Regions from separate parts of the Mus musculus genome. Here region 1 is linked to region 2. Evidence: chromatin contacts called from public HiChIP or PLAC-seq data. All regions are on one chromosome and are shown on one strand. Each heading gives the region's core, a stretch centred on a gene start, on an enhancer-like site or on the middle of the called end of the contact. The rest is flanking DNA. Distances are from core to core; before and after follow the strand shown.

Region 1 (6,334 bases), core at 1,793-4,292, 120 kb after region 2:
ATCTTATTTAGTGTTGTTGGCTCCCCTATCACCCCTTCAAACAAGCAGACACTATCGATGGGCTGTAAGTGGAACTGCAAACGTGGTTTAAGAGAATATTGACAGTCTACATCAATGAAGCTTTCCCAAGTGAGAGACAGTTACATATTTTAAAACCTAGTGTTCTCTGTGCTTATTTCTTTGCTAAAGAGGAAGGCAATCCATTAGTGATGAGAAGACACATGAAAAGGATAAAAGGATAATATACATGATTGCAGCAGCCAGATGAGTTCCCTTTGTGTGTGTGTGTGTGTTATAGAACAATTGGTTGCATTTGAGGAGTCTTACACATTAGAAAATATAACATGCTATCTTTCATTTATTAAAAAAAAAAAAAAGTATGTACCAGCCAGAAAGATGGCTCCCTGGGTAAAAGTGCTTGCAACCAAGGCTGATGATCTGAACTCCATCCCCGGAACTCAAATAATAGGAGAGAACTGGCTCCCTTAAGTTGTCCTTTAACTTTCCCATGCATAGAGTCATGGTCTCATACATGCTCACATGCACACACATACAAACACATGGACAAACATACATACACACACAAAACACATACAAACACACAAACAAACAAACATACACACACAAAACACATACATACAAGTAAATAAATAAATATATAAGATTTCATTTTTAAAACTTAAAAAAAATGAATAGAGGCTGGAAATGGTTCAGCCGTTAACAGTGTGCACTGCCCTTCCAGTGACCCAAGTTTGACTCCCGGTACGTTCACTGGATGGCTCTAGAGGGGATCTAAGACTTCTAGACTCCAAGAGCACCCGAAATCTCAAACACAAAACAATTCATTTGTTAGTTTGTTTTTCAAGACATGGTTTCCTCTGTGTAGCCCTGGCTGTCCTAGAACTCACTCAGTAGACCAGGCTGGCCTCGAACTCTGAGACTTCGTTTGCCTCTACCTCTCAAATAATTAAATAAGTTTTTAAAGGTAGGGGGAAAGACATTTACAAATGTGATATACACTGTATACTGTCTAAGTGTTATGGGCGTGGTGGCTGGTGCCAGTGAAATCGATTGATTCTCTGTAGTTCTCAAAACTCCTGGGAAATGTCCTTTTAAAATTTCCCTCTCCTCTCTGCAAGGACGTTATGGGGTCCACTGAAGTCAAAGATAAGTGATGAAATCCAGCTTCACTATCATCTTTGAATTACTCTTTTTAGTTGCTATGTGAATAAAATGTAAATTTTATTCTGGGGCTGGGATTGAACCCAAGACCCCATACACAAAGCTCTAACATTCAGCTACACTTGCAGCCCAAACTTATCTTTTCTTTTCCTTTCTTTTCTTTTCTCTTTCGCTTCTCTTCTTCCCTTCCCTTCTCTTCTTTCTTTCTTTCTTTCTTTCTCTCCTCCTCCTTTCTCTCCCTCCTTTCTTCTTCAGCATAACAAACTCTATCTTTTTCTTGAGTCCCTGCCCTCTTTCCTAGTTTATTCTCAGTACAAGAAGTTACATAAGACAACACGCCATTCCCCAAGTCAATGAACACATACCAGGCACCTAGGGCACTGTGTTTCTTCACCAGAATGCCCACTGTGCCCTCCTCATTCTTCTGTATTGTTCCCTGAAACCTGCCGATCTGGAAACAAGTCTTTTCTTAATCTCAGGACCTGGCGGCACAGGGCTTTAACATTAGTGAGACCACTGACAACAACGTTTATTGATTTCTCTGCTGTGGTGCACTTTGTCTCCTGGAATATTTGTTGTGTGATACTTAGAGATACTTAGTGAGTATACGGTATGGAAAATCTGGGCAAACTGGTGGAAATAGGAGCAAAAAGCAATAAAGCAGGACAGGCCTGGGGGGAGGGCAATGCTTATCAACCCTCAATTAATACACCCTGTAGGAAATTTATCTATGTAAATAGTTGAGAATGCCTTCTAAGATCGAGCTGCAAGGCTGAACACCAAAGTCCTATTTAAACATCATCATTCAATATACAACCTTACGTTCTTCGATGGGGCATTGGTTAAGTAAATGCAAAATGCATAGTAATCATTAACATATGCATGGAACATATTTTTTAAAGTAATATTTAAACAAGAAAATGTTAGTAAATGTTTTGGTTCTTGTGAGTTCATGTAGTACGGTTATTAATCATGCTGTTAGTGGGTCTGAGTGCTGCCATTTCAATTTTTTTTTTCATTCAGGTTTTGAAAAAAATTACCTGACTTTTTAAAGACTAGTCATTTTATGATTAAAAAAAGATTATCCAAACAGCTGGGATAATTTTCAAGGTTTTATGATTAAAACAAAGAAATCCTCCCATTAGCCTATTTTGCTTTCCTGATAAATGTTTCTCCAAAGTTCCGTGTGCACCCTGAAACTGCTACAGGAGGGCGCCTCAGAGGGAGCGTGCTGTGCTCAGCTCAATTTACTGGACTTTGCACAGCTGGAACCAGCTGCTCTGGGCTGTAGCAGTTCCTGGAGTTTGCAGGAGGCGCAGACAGGCCAGCTCGGAGCTCCGCAGCCCCACGCTGTGTCCCCGAGGCCCGCGCTGGCAAGCGGCCTGCGCGTTGACTCCACTTCCTCTGCTCGCTTTCCCGGAGATGCCCGCCCACGCCACCGCCGCCCTGCCGCTGAGAAGTCACGCTCCAGCCTCCGAGCTGCTCGGAAGCTGCCGCGAGGGAAGGCAGTGGCGCGTGGACCCGCGAACTGACCAGAATAGCCCTAGAATGGGACCAAGAGACGGCTGTAGCTGTCGTTTAGTGAGATGACACCGGGCTTACGTTGAATTTTCTGTGGACTGAATTCGATCTTCCGCCTGCAAGAGCCAGCGTCGATCGAGGCTACTTCAGGTCTCCGCCGGGTGTCACTATCAGGAAACCCAGGCCCAGATGTTTCTGAGAGCTCTGCCAAAAGGAGGGCGAAGTAAGCCCCTAGATGGGCAAACTCGTAATTTCAACTCCCACTTCTCTCCTTTCCCCATCTCTCTCCGCTCTCCTTTCTCCTCTGTCTCTCAGTTTCACTGTGCACCCCAGGCTGGCCTGTGTCTATCTCGCTGCAATCCTCCCTCCTCAGCCTACTGCTGGGATAACTGGCAACTAGTTCAATTGGTGCCTCTGTTTCCCCAAATCTTACTGAAAATAGTGACCAGATCTGTGGAATGCTATCCAGCTCTTCCAACAAATACCATGATACCACCCTAAGGGCCCCAAAAGCACACACACAGCCACCGGAAACAGAACTTAGTTTCGGGTCTGGGCCAACGCCCTATACACTTGCATCTCAGCCACCCGTCCCATATCTAGCCTGTCCCCGGACTTCGAAGAGAGGCTAATAACAGTATGCATGTCTCAGGATCTACGGCCGGAGGAGCGCCCAGGAACCCGCGGGCGTATGTCAGCGAGCCTGCACCGGGCGCTGGGCAGCCCTGGGTCCTGGGCCAGGCCAGCTTTGGCGGCGGGGAGGCGGACCTTTTGATCCCCTCCGCAGAAGGTCCCCGGTTCGGCTGCACCCCGCTGAAGCCGCTGGGAAGCTAGATGTAAAGAGTTAGCGCGGTGGCCGCCTCCCCCACTTCCTGCGGGGTCCCCCGCCGCGGCCCCATTGCACAATCCCTGCCGTGCAATCGCCCCGTGACTCGCACCCAGCCTGAAATGGTTCCCAGGTTTCCAAGCCTAGCAAAGAACCGCGGCGTCCCCGCCCCGACCTCAGGCGCACTCCAAGCCGTATTTCTTCGGGTGACTGGGCCGCACTTTAACGTCTAGAATGCACTTGTCAAAGAAGGGCAAGTTCACGCAGCAGCCACCAGCTCCAGGCTGGCGCCGGGTGGCTACAGCTGACTTGGCCCTTCTCCGTGGTATACCTTCAAGCAGCACGTTTTGGGGGTGGGGGAGAAACAGGCATGTGCCATAGAGGAAGGAGGGGGAAGCTGTATTGCAGATCTTCAGGAATCCGCCCTGACACCGACGGTGGACCCAGGAAGCGTGGAGGCAGCATACAGAAGACTGTGTCAGTAGTCCACGCCATTATCTTAGAGACAGGAAACCTAGAAATTAAATGGTGTGCCTGAAGTCACCTAGCTAATGTAGACTGCAGGCAATGTCTGGGTTGTAGTTGTAAGGACGAGGTGGGGGATGGTTTCCTTTTAAGAAAATAGTGCGCCTTCCTTAGCAATCACTGCAACTCCTGACTCCACATTACAAAAGGAAGCAATAAGTCTAGCCCCTAAAAGGGCTAAATTTGGCAGTGTCCCGGGAAGGTATCAGCTACTCATTTCAGTTATTTTCACCAGTTGAGAGCACTCGAAATATCGCACAAAATACCTAATGAAAAAGAGAGGGACCACGAACGTTTCTCCAAGATCAGATCTAAAATGCCAAGTTCCCAATAACATTACTTTGATGATTAAACTGTTCAGTGTTCTGCCGATGTGCCAGCTGGTTTCGGAAGTGAATTGTCAAGTGAATTGCTCTATGCTGGACTGGATCATTTAGGCTTGGAATAGATTTGCTGCTCATCTTTCAGAATATTCAGTCTGAAAATATACGGGACAAGGACAGACTTACAGGCTCGCGTGTTGTCTTTGGCATTTCTAGGGTGACCATGTATAACAAATGTTTAATTTGGGCACCAGATGCCAAACAAATAGATGTGAGGATCAAAGGAACCCAAATTAAAAGTGGTAATCATGGGCTGGAGAGATGGCTTAGCAGTTAAGAGCACTGACTGTTCGTCCAGAGGTCATGTTTTCAATTCCTAGCATCCACATAGGGGCTCACAACCCTCTGTAATGGGACCCAATGCCCTCTTCTGGGGTGTCTGAAGAGAGTGACAGGGTTGTCATATCATAAAATAAATCATTTTTCAAAAGTGGGAATCATGAATGAAGTGATTCTTTTATGGGTTGTAAAAAACTTTCTACAATGATGGTTATAACTCAGTTGTGATAATGTAACCCAAACGAAAACTCTTGGCTGTGAAGGAATTATGTGATGGCATCTCACAACTGCCTTAACTGGAGCTCCCAGGGATCTGTCATCCTTGCTGATATCTGAATGCACCTAGGCACACTCCCCACATACATAAATAAATAAGTAAATATGAAAATAATTTATAAAGTTGATCAAGGTGGCGCACGCCTATTATTCCAGCACTGGGCAAGCAGAGGCAGGCGGATTTTGAGTTTATCAGCCTGGGCTACATAGCAAGTTCCAGGTCAGCGTGGGGTATACATAGCAAGACCCCATCCAAAAATAAATAGTAAAATAACATAAAATTTATAAAGTAATAATTAGATACTATTTGTCGGTACAAGATATAAAACTGAATCAGTGACTCTGAAGAGACTAGACCTAGATTCAGACACGTGTAAATAAGGCCTGAAGAATCTTTATTTAAGGAAGGGCCTGTCAGCAAGTAGTGCTGGAGTAGTATAACTTTAAATATTTTCATGTTCTTAAATGAGTATAAACGATGAAGAATTAGGAACAGGAATACACTAAAGCTCAGACATGTATTCATCAGGAAATTTCACGTGGTGCTTGTCATTAAAGGAGATGGATAGAAGACTAACACAGTTTCTTTGGGGAAGAAGAAACTCAAATTATCATCAAACCTATGAAGAGATCGTCAAATTTGTAAGCAAGGATGGAAATCCAAAGTGCAACCTCCCCAGGACATTTCTGCACACCTAACAGACAATTCCAAGTGAGGAGGAGTGTTGTGTGACAATAGAAACTCTTGCACACTGCTAGTGAGCATGTGACTTTGTGCAAGCACACTGAAACACAGCTTGAGGTTGCAGCATGGAGTTGTTGCCTAGCATGCACAAGGCCTTGGGTTAAATATCCAGTACCAGCAAAAATGAGAAGAGGAGAAGGGAGAGGAGGGAGAGGAAAGGAAAAGCATACAGACTAATTTCTATAGCACCATTGTCCATAATAATAAAAAGAATTGAAAGCAATCCAAGTATCTGCCTAGAGTAGAATATGAAATGTGTCTTCCCAAGAGGGGAGGTTACAGAACATGAAAGTAATGGGCTAACATCTGCATGCATTAGTGTCCATGAAAAAAAAAAAAAAACAGTGCTGGAAGATGCGAGTCGGAAGAAATGTTATGTGTTAGTTCATACCGGGAAGAAATGTTATGAGTTGGTTTTATAATAAAGTCCAAAATGGGCAAAACCATTTTTTGGCAGTGGGATACGGACAGGTGATGGTTATCCTATGAAGGAGTGATTATTCTAAGCTTTGGGACATTGATCACTAAAAGGTGTTGGAATCCCCCACCACCTTCAGTAACTCAGCAAGGGACCAGAGTTTGCACAGGACATACCAA
Region 2 (6,521 bases), core at 1,213-3,712:
TTCTGGGCCTCTGCTTTAGTGTCCTTCCCTAGGAAATGAGTTCTGCCCTTCCAAGACTAGATTTTACATAACCACACATGCTACTGAGGGTGGCAACTACCCGCAGATGTGTAAGCGCCTCTGTGGGTCTGGCTTAGTCTGAATATTCTGGGTAGCAAAGGCTATCCCAGGAAGGCTGGGGCAATGCTCTGAGCTCCCCAAGGGTCCCCTTTCTGAAGCCAGCTCTTGTTCTGCCCTGCCCTGTAGTCTTTGTTCTTCTCTCTATTCCTTTCAGAAGTCCCTTCTGAAAAAGCAGGACTGAGCACTATTACACAGCACTCTGTGGGGTGGAGACTCCATTGAGACCAACCTCTACTGACATGTTAGTGATCCCATTCCTCTACCCCAGGTAGTCCACACCTCCTCATCCAAGTCCATCAAGGATTAGTCTCTCAGGGGAAGGCCAACAGCAAGACTGGGTAAAATGAAAGGTGGGCTTGCGTGGCCTTACCTCGTTGTTCTCTTTCCACTAGAATATCCCCAAAGCAGACTTTACCCACACACACACTTAAATCTCTAGGGGGCTCCCCTATGGGGTGTCAGGACCAAAGTTGGACAAAGACCCTTAGTGGGGACTTACTTGTATAATATCTTTCTTAAGGATCCGATCAAAGCTCAGCTGGCTCATGGAGTAGACAGGCTGCCACTCCTGGGCTTTCTTAGTGGCTACGAGCAGATTGGAGATTTCTGTGAAAAGATCAGAGAATTTTAAGCAGCATTCTGCACTGGCATGGCTAGCATTGTGTGCTGAGCCATGGGGCTTACCCAACACAAGGGTTTGCTAGTTACATCATGAACAAGTCTGTATCGGGTAAATGCTTAATTCATACCCTCCAGGAGCTCACAGGCTAATGACAGAGTCAACAGGAGTCAGAGAGCACATGGAGAGCTATGATTTAGCCAGGGTTCACACAGCAGGATCTGAGGTGAGGGAAGGCTCCTTTGGGAAATGGTCAGGTATGATGGCACATGCCTATAATCTCAGCACCTGAGAGCAAACAGTGAGTTGGAGAATAGCTTAGGCTGTCTCCAAAAGAATAATAAAACAAATGACAAAAGTCAGTCTCAAGAAGCCGGGGACCATGTCTGTTTCATGTTCTGCTCTATGCCTACAGCCTAGAACATAACGAATGCTCGACAAGTTACCAGGCTCGTGCATGCTAGGCAAGCACTCTATTTCCCAGTTCCCAACAAGACTTTGTTAAATGTAGGAAGCACCAGGGGTGAACTGAATGAGGAACACAGATGCCTTGAGGCTAGGGAACTCTGTGAAAAAGGAAAGTACAAGCTATATGCAGATGAAAGGGAAAAGCAACTTAGAATAGGATCCTAGAAATCTTGCTAATGAAGCTAGAACCTCACATGTGGCTTAGGAGTAGGCCATTTCCCAAACTTTACTAAGATAAACAGCAAACACAATGCATGACCAGGTCTGCCAGGCCTGGGTTACATAGGATCTAAGGAATTTATCCTTTGTAAGCTGCCTTCCAAATTCAGACATAGTACAGAATCCTCTGGGAATCAGGTAGACCTGACATAGTCCCTGAACACACCGTGTACTTCCTTTAGCTGGACCAGTACCACTGGGGAAGTGACAACTCACAGATGATCTCCCTGTTCCACTTTCTTGCACGGGATGACAATGAGTTCTCACATGGGAGTTCTAATTCTTGGATTCTGATAAGAAAGTTCCCAAAACTCTGTAGAAATTCCAAGGCACAGTTCACAGAACCCACACACAGACTAGTGTAAATAAACTGCTAAGCAATAGGTTACAACACTGGTTACATGAGTACAATAAGGGCCCCTCAAATCTTCTTTTGTTCTGTTTTCATTCATATGGTCTTTTTTTTGTTTACATTCATATGTTCTGTTTTCTCTATGCTGGGTACAGTTCTATAAGAAACTGTTAACTCCTCTGCCTAAGCTCAAGAGACAGGAATTGTCAACATCCTTATCTGTACTCTAGATCAGAACAAAGGCTCAAAGAGACTCAGCAACCTAACCACAGAGCTTGCTAAGCCAGAGAGGAAGGCTTCACAGAGCATCCAGGCACAGCTCTAGTCTGACTTTCCTGGGGTACAAATCTAAGTACCAGAAACTGGCTTCAGTCATCTGGGTGCTCCTTTTTTCTGAGCCCATTCCTTGCACGGTTCTCTTTTGATGCTAGCCTGGGAAAATACAATTTAAATAAAAAGGCTCTGTACAGCCATCTTGAGGAGGGAAAGGAGTCAAATACAATGAGGCTATTTGACTGGTGGCACGAGGGCAGACAGAGGCTGGTGGCCGACCATCTGGGAATCAGAGAGTAGGATGAGTCTAGAGTGGCTCAGGCTTGGTTATCTGTGTGGGGACCTGCACTACACTTGACCTGTGAGAGAGGGAGCCATTTCACCATCATAAGGATGTTTCGTTCAAGAAAGCTGTGCCCTCCTCAGGTTGCTAAGTGAAACAGATGAGACCATGCCCAGAAGAGCTTTCTTTAGTATGCAGTAAAGGCTTCACTACTGGCAGCCACTGTCGTCATGATCAACCACCACCTTAGTCTTCCACCAGAGCGTTCCAGCCTTGTGCATCAGAATGCAGACATCTTCTACAAGGAGCAACTAAGTGGAAATCAGCATCACACCTGCCCATCCTGAGGAGGCCCCAGGGAATAGGTACTGACACATGTTCAGTGGTGTGTGGGCCTGAGTGCTGGGCCTGACCAAGGGCTTACTTATCTATCATATGCTTCTGTCTGGCTTCCTGGCTTTTCCCTGCCTTTTCTCTATTCCACAAAGCGATGTATACTGCAGTGTAAAACCTAGATCAGAGTATCTGGCTCTGGGAACCCTAGTTACAAGTGCAGAGAAATTGAGCAACCTGTAACGACACTCTTTGTGTTACACATTCCTGATTTTAGCTCTTCTCTAATTTGCAGGTTCTGAGAACTAATACGAGGACGATCCACACTGGGCTCCTCAGCTTTCTCTCCCTCCCCTCAGATGAGATACCCTGTGTCCCAGAGATAGCTGACCACAGTACCTATTCCTATGCAAAGCATATGAAGATGGAATGGGGAGGACATATCAGTGTATTCAGGTCAGACAGGGTGTTCAAATCTCCAATCTTTGTTCACTTGGAGTCTTGGCCAAGCATCCTGAATTCTTCTGATAATTAAATGGTCTACAACATGGAAGGCCTTCAAACAGGCAGACCAAACACTCACTAAGATGTCAGTAGCCATTGTTATTATTCACTGTCACTACTATACTACTGCTGATGCCATCAGCTGTGAAGCCTTGAGCAATTCACTGAATATCCCTGAAACCAACTTCCTATGTGGAAAAAAAAAAAACAATAAACAATAAGATAGTCACTACACTACTTTGAAAGTAGTAGGTACTGCTACAGTGGAAGCTGCTCAAATATTATCACCCAATGGGACAGTCCTGCACAAGATCTGGTGTGCATTCTAGGCTTCCCATGAATCACAGAGCAGTGAGTGAAAACTCAGACCTTCAGAGTTCTAAAGCAAGTGAGAAAAGTAGACAGAAGGCACTCTCAGTGCTCCGTTTCAGAAGAGCCTCGGGAAAAGCCACCCAAGTATTCAACGCTGTTCCCCCACTCTTCCCTCCAAAGCTACTGGCTTCCAGTCTCTGCTGTTAGAGGTGGTAGCTACATCAGAGGTCTGTATCAGCAACCTTCAAGTAAAGCACATCCTAGCCCCTGGCCTTCTCAATTCCGTGGATGCTGTCTTCTCCCGGGGACCATGATCCCTAGGGAAGTTAGATCTTCTTTTAACACCAGAAGGGAGGTCATGTAAAAAATAAGACCATTGGGCTTTAAAGCCCTAAGGAGCTCTGAGGTTTCATGGCCAAGAGGCAGGTGTGTTTTCGCCCTTTGTGGCACACTGGCTAGCATGAAAACAAAGGCTGCAGTTACTCTGAGGCTGGCAGGTAACCCTATCTGATCAACAAGAACACAACCTTCCTCTTTCACCAAATTCAGGAACTTGCCTTTTGCTGAGACTAAAATATAATTCACACATTGTAAACTCAAAGCCCTGGGCTAGAAGTGTAGCTCAGCAGAAACACTTGGGTAAACACTTGACTTATGTGCATGAGGCCCTGGATTTAATCACTAGTACTTCTAGAAAACCCAAGCCCTTTCTACCTGTTCCTTACTCAAAGGTAATCCCTTAAAGAACAATATAGTCTCAAAGGGCCTGCTCCAAGGCTAGTGTCAAGAGCTTGTGTGCTGCCTTCTCTTCAAGGTCTTAAGACTTCCAAGGACAGATCCAGCAAAGGCAAGACAGCATGTTGGGGTGCAGAAACAAAAACTCCAATATATGAGGATCCAGTATCTGGGGTGAGACCTGACCCCAAGTTACCGTACTTTCCATGAGACTAATTTCATTCTGTGAGAGGAGGCCTCTGGCCAGGTAACCCCCAAAGCATCCTTTCACACTCACATTCTGAGGCAAGGAGTCTACCTCATGGACATTAGCCATGCTTCTTTCAGAGCTTAACCAAAACCAGGTGAGTCCCTGGGCCCTTGCCTGGGTTTTAGTTCCTGCTCCTTCTATAGCCCTCTGACTGCAGGAGAAGGCTGCAGTCCCTTGGTATGGCAGCCAATCTGTTCTCCTCAGTTCCATTTCTCCTGTCCTTCTCTACTTCACAGTGGTCCTCTTGAAGCTCCCTACAGCTCCTGCCCTGGCCTACCACACTGGTCCTGCATCAGCTCTACTGGGCAGGCCTTTGCCAAACTGGCACCTCCCTCTCATAACCCAACACTACGCTCAACATCTGCTCAGGACTCAGAGATTTGGACTGTTTCTCTCTCTTTTCACCCTAGGGTATGTTATCTATCACCCATCAACTACTGAGGTGGTCTCAGTGATCTACACACCCTCAGTGACCAGGGCCTGGGACTTCCCACTGTTATAACACAGTTCCTTAGCCCTCAGATGTGCCAGAAACATACATAAACCAAACTGAGTTGTCAAGCCACTTTACTCAAAGAACAAAGAAATCTGTGCTTATTAATCCTGAGCAGACTCTTCTGCAGTCTCACTGGGGCACTGAGGAGAGGTGTATGTTATACAGACAACACTGGCACTAGAGATGAGATGTGACATGGGGACAGACCTGAGACAGAGCTTAGAGAAAAACACCTAGGACTACAGTTTCTTGAACTCAGATAGCATCCTTTGGCCCACATGGGTAAAGCATCACAACTGGCAAAGGACAACCCAGAGGAACACAGCTTGGCTCTAACAGAGACAAACCTCGAGGCTTAGGCTGACAGCATCGTTTCAGCACAAAGCTTATGTTGTCCGTGCGCAGGATCTGCTTCTTGAGGTGGTTCATGAGGTCTCGCAGGCTGGGAAAGTGGTCCATAGAGCCATGCAGGCTGTAGCGGCCCTTCTGTACCTCAATCTGAAAGTTCTTGAACTGCTTCTGGCCACCCAATACCTGCCATCCACAAAAACAACCATGTTTACAATGGGATCAGGCAATGTAATATTAGGGGTCACTGAGCAAGAAGGTGTAGAAACTGTATGTCTAAAAATATCCCCCAATAAACTTCATCAACAAGCCAACCAAGCAGTAAGTCAATAATGAAATAGTACCCGGAAAGTAAAAAGGGGCCAGCACGTCACATATGGAGAGCTTACAGCTACAGAAAGGTCATCTGCGTTTTGACCTGTGAGATGAAGGTCGTGAAAAAATGTCACAGGATTGTTGCAAAAGTCATAGGACTTTTGTTTAAAGAAAAAAACCAAAACCTTCACACATTTTAGAATGATCAATTATTGAAAACTGAACCCTAAATGGGTATCTATATCACCTCCTCTTGTAGAACAAGGTAGAAGAAGGGCAAAAAGAATGTGCGAAGGAGGAAGGGGTGGAGTGTTAGAGAGCCTTTTCCTGGCACACCACGGCTCCTGCACTCTTGAACTCTCAGTGATTGTGATATCAGGATAAGACTGGGCCGGTTAACATTTTATCATGGAGGGGAGGAAGGGATTAGGAGGCTTCCATCCCTCCTGATGAGGTTAATACAGTTAATAGCTGCTGGGGGAGGAAGAGACATTGTCTTTAGTGGTATAGCTGCTAGGATGGATCTTGTGTTCCTATGAGCAATCCTAATTAAAATCATTTGGTCATCAAAAAAAAAAAAAAAAAAAAAAAGACATGACAACGGAAGAAGGACTTTCTGAGAAGAGACTGGCAGGAGTTAGAGTGGGCAAGGATCATGGGGGTTGAATAAGGATCATATTACATATATATATATATATATATATATATATACACACACACATACATACATATACCCACACATGAATGAAAATATAATAAACCCATTATTATGTATAATTAATATATGATATTTTTATAAGAAAAAAACCATTAGTACTTTATAAAGATTAACCAGTGTATGTATGAAATAAGAACTGTGAAGGTTAAATTCACTCGGAACTCTTTCAGAGTGAG

The links. HiChIP or PLAC-seq counts read pairs in DNA pulled down with a chosen protein or histone mark.
Region 1: an H3K27ac HiChIP or PLAC-seq map of thymic regulatory T cells shows a contact between it and region 2, with 5 times the contacts expected there. The contact joins two enhancer-like sites. A contact is called at or near these places in 2 of 15 datasets of contacts at CTCF or cohesin (CD8 T cells and large pre-B cells), 17 of 484 Hi-C or Micro-C datasets (CD4 T cells, CD8 T cells, CD8 central memory T cells and 10 more), 24 of 115 datasets of contacts at active chromatin or transcription factors (the 230-238 cell line, CD4 T cells, CD8 T cells and 16 more) and 4 of 9 other capture datasets (adipose tissue, bone marrow-derived macrophages, liver and 1 more).

The regions. Positions count from the first base shown.
Region 1 is chr4:101,289,614-101,295,947 of GRCm38.p6, forward strand. Gm12796 (a long non-coding RNA gene) reads right to left here and starts at 6,073. Exons shown (of 2, transcript XR_003955080.1): 1 at 3,472-6,073; 2 at 2,075-2,907. Within about 2 kb of position 3,043, at least 321 of the 459 cell types and tissues checked have an H3K27ac peak or open chromatin away from gene starts, as enhancers often do. A contact at or near this core is called in CD8 T cells, CD8 central memory T cells, the HPC-7 cell line and 6 more, where this site is marked.
Region 2 is chr4:101,165,924-101,172,444 of GRCm38.p6, forward strand. It overlaps Jak1 (Janus kinase 1), which reads right to left. Exons shown (of 25, transcript NM_146145.2): 11 at 5,312-5,498; 12 at 620-726. Among named protein-coding and RNA genes, the nearest start is that of Gm24468, 18 kb to the right of the region's middle. Within about 2 kb of position 2,463, at least 66 of the 459 cell types and tissues checked have an H3K27ac peak or open chromatin away from gene starts, as enhancers often do. A contact at or near this core is called in CD8 T cells, CD8 central memory T cells, the HPC-7 cell line and 6 more, where this site is marked.